Regions from separate parts of the Zea mays genome. Here all the other regions are linked to region 4. A link is a contact called in public Hi-C data. All regions are on one chromosome and are shown on one strand. Each heading gives the region's core, a stretch centred on a gene start, on an enhancer-like site or on the middle of the called end of the contact. The rest is flanking DNA. Distances are from core to core; before and after follow the strand shown. Region 1 overlaps LOC103636806 (eukaryotic translation initiation factor 3 subunit A-like). Region 2 holds the start of LOC100384623. Region 3 holds the start of LOC100501702 (Putative WRKY DNA-binding domain superfamily protein). Region 4 holds the start of LOC100285373.

Evidence for each region. A called contact is a pair of places that touch in the nucleus more often than the background predicts.
Region 1: a Hi-C map of endosperm shows a contact between it and region 4, with 2.7 times the contacts expected there. The contact joins the enhancer-like site here to the promoter of LOC100285373 in region 4. A contact is called at or near these places in 2 of 25 Hi-C or Micro-C datasets (endosperm and leaf).
Region 2: a Hi-C map of bundle sheath shows a contact between it and region 4, with 2.2 times the contacts expected there. The contact joins the promoter of LOC100384623 here to the promoter of LOC100285373 in region 4. A contact is called at or near these places in 6 of 25 Hi-C or Micro-C datasets (bundle sheath, ear, endosperm and 3 more).
Region 3: a Hi-C map of bundle sheath shows a contact between it and region 4, with 2.7 times the contacts expected there. The contact joins the promoter of LOC100501702 here to the promoter of LOC100285373 in region 4. A contact is called at or near these places in 6 of 25 Hi-C or Micro-C datasets (bundle sheath, ear, endosperm and 2 more).

Annotation. Positions count from the first base shown.
Region 1 is chr8:20,124,656-20,127,355 of Zm-B73-REFERENCE-NAM-5.0, forward strand. LOC103636806 (eukaryotic translation initiation factor 3 subunit A-like) reads left to right here. Exons shown (of 14, transcript XM_020543271.3): 14 at 255-817. The coding sequence ends at 571. Among protein-coding and RNA genes, the nearest start is that of LOC103636806, 11 kb to the left of the region's middle. Within about 2 kb of position 1,311, at least 3 of the 20 cell types and tissues checked have an H3K27ac peak or open chromatin away from gene starts, as enhancers often do. A contact at or near this core is called in endosperm, where this site is marked.
Region 2 is chr8:20,446,143-20,448,985 of Zm-B73-REFERENCE-NAM-5.0, forward strand. It overlaps LOC100384623, which reads left to right and starts at 1,445. Exons shown (of 3, transcript NM_001357541.1): 1 at 1,445-1,768; 2 at 1,934-2,125; 3 at 2,276-2,724. The coding sequence starts at 1,539. The coding sequence ends at 2,543.
Region 3 is chr8:20,465,341-20,468,189 of Zm-B73-REFERENCE-NAM-5.0, forward strand. It overlaps LOC100501702 (Putative WRKY DNA-binding domain superfamily protein), which reads right to left and starts at 1,333. Exons shown (of 3, transcript NM_001362816.1): 1 at 1,185-1,333; 2 at 299-1,042; 3 at 1-173. The coding sequence starts at 1,271.
Region 4 is chr8:20,285,534-20,288,412 of Zm-B73-REFERENCE-NAM-5.0, forward strand. It overlaps LOC100285373, which reads left to right and starts at 1,307. Exons shown (of 13, transcript NM_001372211.1): 1 at 1,307-1,704. The coding sequence starts at 1,481.

The DNA of each region.
Region 1 (2,700 bases), core at 61-2,560, 160 kb before region 4:
TGAATATAGACATAAAACCTAAGTGCTAAAACAAATTCTATTGTGGGACAGAGGGAGTATTTGATTTTTGGTACTTAAGCAACAAGAAGCATAAAAACCTAAGTGCTAAAACGAATTCTAATGTGGGACAGAGGGAGTATTTGCTATGGTGTAACTGAATATGGCTCTGTTTCTATATCTTATTCCATATTTGGCCAAGTGGTACTTAAGGATTCAAATCCTAATTCATCCATATTATTGATATATTGATGCAGAGGAAGAGAGGAGGAAGAGAGAAGAGGCTGAAAGGAAAGCTAATCTTGATGCTATTGCTGAAAAGCAGCGATTGAGAGAGATAGAGTTGGAGGAGAAGGCAAAGGCGAATAGGGAGAAGCTCTTAAAGGGGTCTGAGGCAGGTGCTGCTCCCTCTTCTAATAAATATATTCCCAAATTTAAAAGGCAAGATGGTCTTCCTGCACGACAGGATGCACCCCCACCCCGCCAAGATGGCCCTCCTCCGTCTACTGACCGCTGGCGTCCATCAAGATATTCCTCAACCTCTTCGTCAACCTGGGGGCGGGCACATAACTGATCCTTTTTTTTTTATTTTGCTGACTACATTTATAATTTTGGAGCTTGTCTCATAGGCTATCGCACCTTACCGTTCACTATACTCCATGCATATTGTCGGTAGTTGCTGACTGCATTTTATGATGTTTTTATTGGTTCATATATTTGTTCTCATGTCTTTGGATGTTGATGTCTGGCACGAGTTCCGTTTTGCAGTTGGGTTGTGATACGGTTTGGTTGTCTAACTATAAAGTCGTCAATTATCGTATCTTGTACCCAAACTGATGGCTTACTTTCCTGAGTAACGATTAAGACAACTGAAACACGGGCTACTACTCGATTAAAATTCTGATAAATGTTCTGTTCTCTGTAGCTGATGGCAGTCAGATGTTATGCGGTATTGTTTGATTGTTCCCTATATTGCCAATAAAAAGGTTTGCACATTGACAGTTGAAATGAAACTTCTCCCAGTGGTGGCGTCAACATGTTCCGTTGGTGTGAACTTGTTTGGAAATCTAGAAACATTGCGTTTCATCTACTAATCTTTTCATAGAATGTTAAAAGATCCAAAATTTGGTCATTTTTTGTCGCCCATCTCCCTTCAGGCTCCTTTACCTTACTCCAAAACATTCTGGCATGGTCACATTCCACCGGAGCATGGAATAGAGTCTCCATTATTTTTGGCATTACCTGTAGGGGTAGGCGCCATAATGCTTTCTAGGAAGCCTTTTTACCATCAGCATTACTTGATTATCATCAGAATTCTGTTGGCTGACCTGACCGAAACAAGCCATGCCTATCCCAAGTTCATCACTATGTTGTCGACGGGGTTGGGGCATACTCATAATTGGTTCTGCATGTGGCACAAAAAAAATACTAATGGTACCTCAAGAACAGACAATGGGGTGTGCTGCCCTGGCACTAGAGATAATAACGGACGTGATTTGTCGGAATAACCTGTTTTCATATTCATATTTTATTTAGAAAACAAGCTCGAAAATGAAACCATCGGAAACGAGAATAGCGGAAATACTGAATGACAAAAAAAACAAACCAAACGAACGGAATAAATCGACAACGGATCAGAATCTGTCGTAAAAAATGAAAACATTGTCTTATAGAACATAAAAATAAAGTGGCATTATGATCAATTAAAATATCTTATTTAGACATATAAAGACAATATATTATAATAAGCATATAGCTAATAAATAAAATGAAAACATCGTTGTCTATGATTTATTCATTATATTATCTAATACATGATATTATATACAAATAAAAATGGGATATCCAGACTAAAAACAGAAAAAGTAAAAATGATCGGAAGAATGCACATACGGTTTCCGTTCCATTTTCACATTTGTCTAAAACGAAACGGTTGGAATATCCATAAGTACGAATTCGAACGAATCAATGTAGAAATTGGTGCAGAATGGAACATGGTATATCTTGACCGTTTTCACCCCAACCTGGTAGGGTATCAGGAACAGATCATAGCTTTCTTGCTAGAGAGTCATGTTAAGACTATTCTTCGAAATTTGAAGACCATTCTTGGCAATTTCGGCCCGGCTCATTCAATAAAGGCTTGCGCTATTTTGCACTGTTTACAACTAGAGTTTGAAATGATATATGAGGATGAGTAAGACGAACACAAGAAAAAAATACCGACTAGTAAAGTGGAAGGTACTCAGTCAACCTAAAAACTAAGGAGGTTTAGGTATCCATGATTTGAGTATTAAAAACTCTGCTCTACTTGGTAAATGGCTCTTCAATCTTCTGCACTCGGATGGGATGTGACAACAATTTCTCTGGAATAAATACCTTGGATCAACCCCATTATCCCAAGTGGAATGGAGGCAGGGAGATTCACATTTTTAGTGTGGCCTAATGAAGATCAAACATGAGTTTCTCAGTTTTAGAGCCTTCAAGGTACATGATGGCATGCAGGTCCTGAAAGGGAATTAGGCTTACACCTAGTTCCTATATAATTTTGGTGGTTAAATTGCACAACCCAAATCTTTGGACTAACTAGTTTATTCTAGTGTATAAGTTATACAGGTGCAAAAGGTTCACACTTTGCCAATAAAAAGACCAAGTATTGAGTTCAACAAAAGAGCAAAGGAGCAACCGAAGGCTCCTCTGGTCTGG
Region 2 (2,843 bases), core at 195-2,694, 160 kb after region 4:
CCGTGAGGCGAAGGCGGCTACGATGGAGGCAGCGTACACAAGGGAGGGATGAGGCGACGAGGTGCTAGGGTTCTGGGTTCTGAACTTATGGCAGAGCGACGTACACGAGTGATAGGCAGGGACGAGGTCGGACGGTGGGACGATGGGTTAACCCACTATTAGCGGGCCTTAGCCGGACCGACCTGTTTAGCGTGCTTAGGCTTTCACTGTGGGCTCGCCTAGCGGCCCAAGCCCGGCACTAGCAACGAGTCCAAGCCCGACACAAACGACAGGTCGGGCTGGCACGACAGTCAGTGTGCCGAGCCGACTCTAGGCCCTTCCTCACCGTACCGAGCCACGTGCCACCTAACGGGCCCATATATAACTTGACCTAGTAATAGGAATGTACCACATATTATGTATAAACAACGCATCCATCGTGAAGTTAACAATGCAAGATTCATTTAATTCTACGTAAGTGCGCGCGGCACAAATCGCTGTCGCCCGTCGCCTACCGCACGCACGCACGAGAGCTAGTGAGCTACTAGCAGTGATCCAGACCCAGCGGCCAGCGCACAGCTGGCTTAATTACTGCTACCAGTCGTAGTAGCTAGGAGTATTTTTTTTACCGTGCCACGACGGTTCATGCACCCGGACGTCGGCACGGCTGCTTTTCTGGTCTCTGCTGCTGCACGGCGCGCGTGGAACCGGCCGCCGATCTCGTTCGGTCGATCGCCGGACAAACGGGAGACAGACCAGCTCCGTCGTCGTCGGTAGTCAATAGTCAAGCGATGGATTTGAAGCGGCCTGACAGGTGTCGCTTGCCCCGGCGCCTGACCAGGCCCAAAGTGCTAATGCGCTCGATCGACCTACCCATCCGGACTATCCAGACCCCGGCCCGGACGCTATTTTGGACCTGACGACGACGACGACGTCGTCGTAGTAGTAGTAGCGTGCTGGCCAGTCACTGCCCGAGTGCCCGGCCGGGCCGCACGCGCGGAACCAACACCGCCGGCGCCCGGTGCACTCGGCTCTCGGCTCCCGGCTCCCGGCTCCTACGTACTCTCCTAGCTACCTTCCTCACTAGCCAGCAGCAGCAGCTTGTCCCGTCGAAAACTCCAAAAGTTGGTCACGCCAATCGACACGTGCACGCAGACAACAGACGCATCCTGCGAGTCGAGTCGAGCGAACCTTCTGCGTGGCGCTGCCGCCGTGTTGTGAAACATCCATGAAGACGCCTGCGTGCTCGCTGCCTCGTTCGTCCCGCTTCGCTTCCAGTTCCAGAGACACCACTTGAGCTCTTCGATTGCCTCATCATCAGCTAGCGCCACTGTACGTACCTAGGATAGGAGCAGTCCCACAGACGACGATGTGCCAGCAGCGCCGTTCGGGCGCCACTATAAATTGGCGAGCTTGACACGGGGCTAGCAGATGGAATACATATCCACCCCCCGTCGTCACTGGTCACACCGCGCAGCGCAACGGCAGCAGCAGCTCATCGCTAGCTCCACGGTCGTCGGTGTTCCCTGTGCCTGTGCGTGCCTACTACTCTACTCTACATGGCGGCCTCGCTAGGACTCGCCCACGAGGCGGCCCCGTTCTACGCCGCCGCCTACCCGCCGGCCGGCGCTGCTTACGCTTACCTCGCACCACCACCCGGCGACCTCGTCGTCGAGTTCCCGCCGCGCGCCGCCACCATGGCTGACGACTGCTGCTACCAGTTCGGCCAGGAGATGGGCGGCGCCTACTGCTCGCCGCCGGTGTTCGACAATGGCATGACGAGCCTGCTGTAAGTTCGCGTACATACGTGCTGTTACTAGCAGCTAGCTTGCGTGCTAATAATGTGCGCTGTCGCCGTCGTTGCGTCGCGTCACACGTAACGTACGCCGTGGCAGCGGCTATACTCAATGCTCATCCCATCAGTTGCGTACCTGTGGTTTGGCTGGGGCTTCAGGAACTATGGCGTCGAAGGCGACGGGAGGAGGCCGGTGGGCGGACCAGCTGGCGGTACTGGGAACGGCGGCGGCCGGCCCCGGCCGGCGTCACGGATCGGGTTCCGGACCAGGTCGGAGGTGGACGTGCTTGACGACGGCTTCAAGTGGCGCAAGTACGGCAAGAAGGCGGTCAAGAGCAGCCCCAACCCGAGGTACAGTAGCAGAATACAACACTAGCTAGCTTGGCGCACATGGCGCCACCGACTCCGACGACCACTTCAATTCCGTTCCATTGTCACGCTCATGCATGCAAGCTTGACGACGACGTGCTGATCGCCGCGCCGCGCCGTGCGTGCGTGCAGGAACTACTACCGGTGCTCGGCGGAGGGCTGCGGCGTGAAGAAGCGCGTGGAGCGGGACAGCGACGACCCGCGCTACGTCGTCACCACCTACGACGGCGTCCACAACCACGCCGCGCCGGGCGCCGCCTACCTCTGCCCGCCGCCTCCGCCGCGCGGCGCAGCGCACTACTCGCCTCCGGTGGCAGCGCCCAGCTGGAGCGCAGCTCTTGACGCGTGGGAGGCGCAGCTGCACCGGCACGCCGCGGCGGCGGCTCACTCGTCGGAGTAGTCCTACTGATCCATCATCAGCTACACGCACGTATACGGATCATGTAGCTAGCTAGAATGTTCGCCAACGTGGAGATCGAGACGATCGAGCCACGTTTTTCGGGGTTTGCGTAGTTTGTACTGTGTACTACCGTTACAGTTAGACATACATACATACCCACACACCGAGACTGTTTCTGATTAGCTCAGCGTTCCTTTTTTATTTAATAATTAATACAGTTCACGTATATATCTCGCTGCACTTTACTGAATATATACTGATACTGACCAAGCTGCTAGACTCTTTGCTAGGGAAAAAAAT
Region 3 (2,849 bases), core at 83-2,582, 180 kb after region 4:
TTGTGCGCGCCCTCGTACGTGGTGATCAGGATCGACGTGTCCTCCGCGCACCGCTGCACCTGCTTCCTCACCGGGCACTGCGGCGCCACCGTGCAGCGGTAGTAGGCGCGCGGGCACGGGTTCCCCTTGGAGATCTTCTGCCCGTACTTCCGCCATTGACAGCCATCGGGCATCTGATTGATGGCCACCGAAACCAAAAAAAAAAAAAAAGATTTTTAGGTCAGGAATAACCTAACACTGTGTGCCACTGTGGACAATTTTCTCAAGTTTCATAAGCCTAGGTATTATTGTCACGTACCGTGGGTGTATCGCATTTGACTCTGACGGAAACCCTAGCCTTCTTGGCCTGCTGCTGCACCTCGTCGTCAGCTGATCCGTCGCCGGCACCGGCGCTCGGGCTCTTACGAGCGGTGCCCGCGGCGGCCAGGTCAGCAGGCTTGGCGTTGTCGTTGTAGTCGGCGCTGCCGCTGCTGTCGGAGCTCAAGTTCCGGACGGACGCGTGGCTGGCCTTGTCGTCGTCCGTGGCCACCGTCGACGCCGGCAGCCCGCTACCGCGCCCGAAGCCGAGCCCGAGGGAGAGCCGGTGGCCTTCGTCGTCGGCGCCGGCGGTGGTCATCTCATCAGCGGTGCCAGACGAGGACGCCGACCTCTCGTGGCCCTTGCGGCGTGGTGCGCCGCCACCGCTATTCGCCCTCGTGCCGAGGCTCAGAGAGACGAGGTCGTCGGGGTCGTCGGTGCCGGTGGTGGCGGGAGGCGGAGGCGCGGGAGCCGGCGCCACGGGGAGCTTCTCCGCTTTGGCTGCAGATGCTTGCTCGTGCACCTTGACGACGTCGAGGAAGTGCATCTGCAGGGACTGGTACTGGCTGACGATGCGGGACAGCGTCGACTTGAGGCGCTCGTTCTCCTCCCGCACCTCGCCCATCTCCGCTCTGGCCGCCTCCAGCCTGCGTTGTTCTTGTTCCTCCCGCTTCTTGCCGGCCGCATCTCTTTGCGTCGATGATGGAAAGCTTTCGAAGACTATCGGAAGAGCGGTTCCTACCATCTGCATCCATAAATAGAGGACGTCGTCCGTGCTCAGATCTCTCTAGTTTCCCTTTGCGCTGAAGAACTAATTAGACGAAACCAAAAAAGAAGAACGAAAGAAAAAGGACACGGAACATGCACGTGTGTGAATTCGATCATACCGACGCGGCGATCTCTGGCTTGGCGTCGGGCCGGTTCTCCTCCTTCATCACCTGCGGCGGCGGCCCTTCGACGACGGCGACCTCCATATGGCAACGGCGGCAACCCCCTACCCCTTCCCGAGCTTTCGGCAAGCAATGCCCTTGTCCTGGCCGGGGCGTAGTCGTAGTACCTCTCGATCTACCCCCCAGTTCGTCCTTATAAAGAAGGAAAACGAGAGGGCCGGGCCTAGACCAACAAGCTAGCTAGCCTGCAGTTTCTGACTCGCATGGGATAAACAAATGGTGGATGCTTCAACGAATCCCAGTGGCCGAGCCTATCACGGTTCAGTCGTCGTCGTCCTCGTCCTCTCGACTCTCGTCCATACGGTATTACGGCTGGACCGGGCGTGGGCGCATGGCGCATCAGAAAATGTCAACTGGCTTAGCTGGCCCACGCCACGCCGCACCGCCGGGCCCCGCGCGCGCAATAGAATAGACGACGCTCGTCGTCCCCCGTCGACGTCCTCGCCGTACGTCGTCGCTGCGGTCTCCCAACGTGTCCTCTGCGTGTCGTCGCAGCCGCCGCGTTACGCTGGTCCACGCGCGCGGCGCGCACAATCAAGGGGCGATCGAGGTGCTCCTACCTATACCTACCTAGCTGCTCCGGTGACGCCTACCGAGACGCTCGGGCCATGGCCATGGATCCGGCGGTTAGCCGCTGCTGCCCGCCGCGCTAGCTTGATCGGAGCTGACAAAAGGACGCATGCGTTCATACATGTTGGCTCCCGGCGGCCGGCGTACGAACGCATCAGGAACCCCGGCGGCCGGCCCGTACGGGCGTCCAGCGATTGTTTAGGGCGTGCTGTTGACTTTCGTACGGCCGGCGCGGCGCTACCGTACCTCTGCCAGCAAGCAAGTTGAAGAAGAACGAAGAAGCAACCGATCGAGATATTGAGGAATCACTAGTACAGATAAGCTCTATACTGACGGTCCTAAACATATTTACAGTGACGTTTTTCGTAACCGCCAGTGCTAGAGGTCAGTAGAAATCACCATTTTTACAGGCGGGTAACTGAAGACCGCCAGTGAAAATCGATTTTCACTGGCGGTCGACGTAATAAAACCGCCAGTGCAAATCGTCTCCGTCGAAGTCGCAAGTCGCGGCATTTTTCGCGCGCTACGCGGTTGTGAGGAATCGAACCGTAGACCTCACCCTCGCGCGTACCCTCCACTACCACTCCGTCTATGACATGACTTGTGTCTAGTTTGTAGTTGTTTTATCCACATATTACAACCATTTGAGTGTAAATTGCTTATTTGAGACCCTAAACGAATTCAAATAAAAAAGTTGTCAACTACAAAGATAAATAACTTTTGAAGTTCTACAACTTTTATTTTGACACTTTTTTCATCCGAGGTAGTTTGCAAAATTTGAATTTTAAATTTGCCATACTTAGATTCAATTTTTGAGAACCGAAATGAGTTCAAATAAAAAAGTTGTCAACTACAAAGTTTCATAACTTTTAGAGATCTACAACTTTTATTTTAGTGGTTTTATCATACGAGGTCGTTTGAAAAACTCGAAAAATTAAGGATAAAAATGATTTCTAGTGGCGGTTCCTTAAGAAAACCGCCACTAGAAATCGTATTTCTACTGGCGGTTCCTTAAGAAAACCGCCACTACAA
Region 4 (2,879 bases), core at 57-2,556:
CGAGGCGCTGCCCCTGCTCCGGGTCCGGCGCGCGGGCAACCTGGCATGCCGCCGTCCCGAGCCGCGGCTCGCTTCGCCTCGCCTGCAGCAGATCTCGGTTCGGCGCCAACCGCAGGTCCGCAGGGCACGAGACAACTCGTTCTTCCGCGGGACCACACATCCGCCGCGTCGCGTCGTCTGGTTTCCTTCCGGACAAGGACGGAGCAGCCGGAATGCCCGATGCATGATGCATGAGATCCGTCCAAGGCGCGCGCGGTCCTTGTCCGGCGGCCGGTTCGGGAGGGGGAACAACTGAACAAGGCGGAGGAGCCCGGGCCCGGAGGGGAGTCAACGAGGCCGAGCCGGTCGACGTAAACGCGGTCGAGGTGAGGCTCATCGGAACCTGCAAGTCAACCCGGGTGCGCCACAGCGTACACGTCCGATGACATAATTACTGAAGCATGTTCGTAACAATTGACGTGTTACTTTCCGTTTGCTTGCTGCAAATAACCGAGGTTTCCATCATATGGTAATCATGGCAACTGCATACCCGGGGCGCCGTTCAGTTCCTCACTGCACTCACTGAAAAGGGGAAAAAAAACCCGCCACGGTTTTTACTGGGTGATCAGGCGACGCATGGGCTCCCCCATGTGCAGTGCTGGACACTGGACGGGATCACGGGACACGCATGCTGCTGGCGCTCATCAGGGACAGACAGGATCAGGGAGGGGTACCGGGGCGGGAAGGCCGGCCGCGGTCCACGTGCCCCACCAACACCGCGGAAAACTTTGACCCAGCCCGTGCTGCCTGCTTCAGGTCCGTCCATGGTCCATCTGATGCTGTCGTGCCTGAGGTCTTGTTTGTTTGGATTCAAAAACACTTTTTAGACCAACGCTACGGTGTTCTGAATTTCAGTGTGCCGTGCTAAAGTATCTGGATGCATTAAATTCTATGTTTTTTCTTTCTTTCTTGAAAGCATAGCAGAACGGTGCCTGTCATTCCATCCATCCATCCATCCATCCATCCATCCATCTGCTGATCGAAGACTCCAAAGCAGGCAGGTAAAGATACGTACCCCAGCGCAAGCAAAGACAAAAACCAAACACAAGGAAAACAACATTTACTCCAGCTGGAGGAGCTGTACTATACCCCCACTTGCCTCCGGGCGTCTGTCCGTGGACCGAGCTTTGAGCTCTCCCCATTTCATTAAAACTTCCTCTAACCTGCCACGAAAAAGTCCGATTAGTTAACGCGATCCAGCGCTGTATGAGTGTATGTATATAAGCGGCCCCCGCGCGCGCTGCGAGCGACAAGCATCGTCATCGCCCCCGTAAGAGTGAGGCCCAGAAATCGAGGGGCAAAAAGGAGAGGGAGAGACCGAATACAGCCGCTTCTGTTCTGTGAGGGGGAAAAAAAGAGAAAGAGAGGGACAGAGAGAGAGAGAGGGAGTGCCAGGCCAGCTGTGGGGTGTGTGTGTGCCTGTGTGGGGGAACTGCTGGGGATGGAGAGCGAGATGGCGGACGCGCCCGCCGCGGCGATCCCCGCCGCCGCCGCCGAACCGCTCGCGGCGGTGGCGGAGGAAGGGGAAGGGGAAGCGGAGGGGGAGGCGCCCGCCGAGGCGGCGGTGGGGTCCACCCTCACCATGGAGCGCGTCGCCGCCGCGAAGAAGTTCATCGAGAACCACTACCGTTCGCAGATGAAGACCATCCAGGAGCGCAAGGAGAGGTACTGTACCGTGCCGGCCGTGCTGATCCCGTGATCCGGTCCCCCCCACTCGCCCGCGGCGCCGGCCGCCAATTGGAGCTGCTGCTCGCGCGCGGCTGGGGCTAGATCTCGCGCGCCGCGACCTCGATCGAGGGGCCTGGGCTGGGGTTAGTCGTCGGCGTCGTCCGAGCTCGCGCCGCTGGAGCTTGCCCGTCGGGGCGCGCCAGCTTTTCGCTGCCTGCTCGTGGGACGAAGGGTACCGTGTATTAGTACGAGTATACTAGCACCCTGGTGGCCATGGCTTCAGAAGTTCTAGAGTAGCCTGTGGTGTAGTGCGAAGTTATAGGTTCTGGTGAATTGACACCTCTGCCTGCAATCTGAGGTCCGGCGTTGCATGGTGTATGGATGGTTGATAGTTCCAGCTCGGGGAGGACCGGAGACCTGGTTGCACTTGCTATTTTCGAATGCTTAGCGTCTGCTAAACGCATCAGGCAAGATTAGTTCAAATTGCTTGCATGTAGTAGCTTTTTTTGGCGCTAAAAACTGTTACGCTGAGCTTCTAGTGCTCCCCGCTGTTTGACTTGGATGCCCATAGCATTGTTGTCGAGAAGCTTGTTTGAGGACAATTGAGCGAAAAACAATGCGGTGATTCCGCATCTGCCTTTGACATAGAGTTGCTCAAGTGGCGCAAGAGTTTGTCGCACCCTCGCACGCGCTCCTTTTGTTTCCCCCCATTTTTTTGGTTTGGTAGCGTGTAGTCGGAGTTGTTTGTGCTGGTTTCGAATCACTATCAGACTCAGTCCTGGTGTAACTATAACATGTTTCCTGCTGCTTGTGAACTGAGATTGGACTGCTGGGTATTCTTCTCATGGTCTTTCCATTAATAGGCAGTGGATGACGATGCATGCTCTCTAAAACACACTTGTTCTACTTACTAATCATGCTATAAATTATCTTATAGCAATAACCCATTAATTACATCACAATATTTCCAGCTTTGGCATACATTTCCCTTTTTACCTATGGGAATAGTTGATATCTGTTTCCCTTTTTGTTGACAAGGAAACAATGCATCAGATGCCAGCTGTATAGATACTTTCCTGAACATTGGACGCATATGTAATCAAGTAGAATTATTTTCTACTCCCTCCGTCCCAAAATATAATTCGTTTTAGACAAAGTATACATTCATTCAT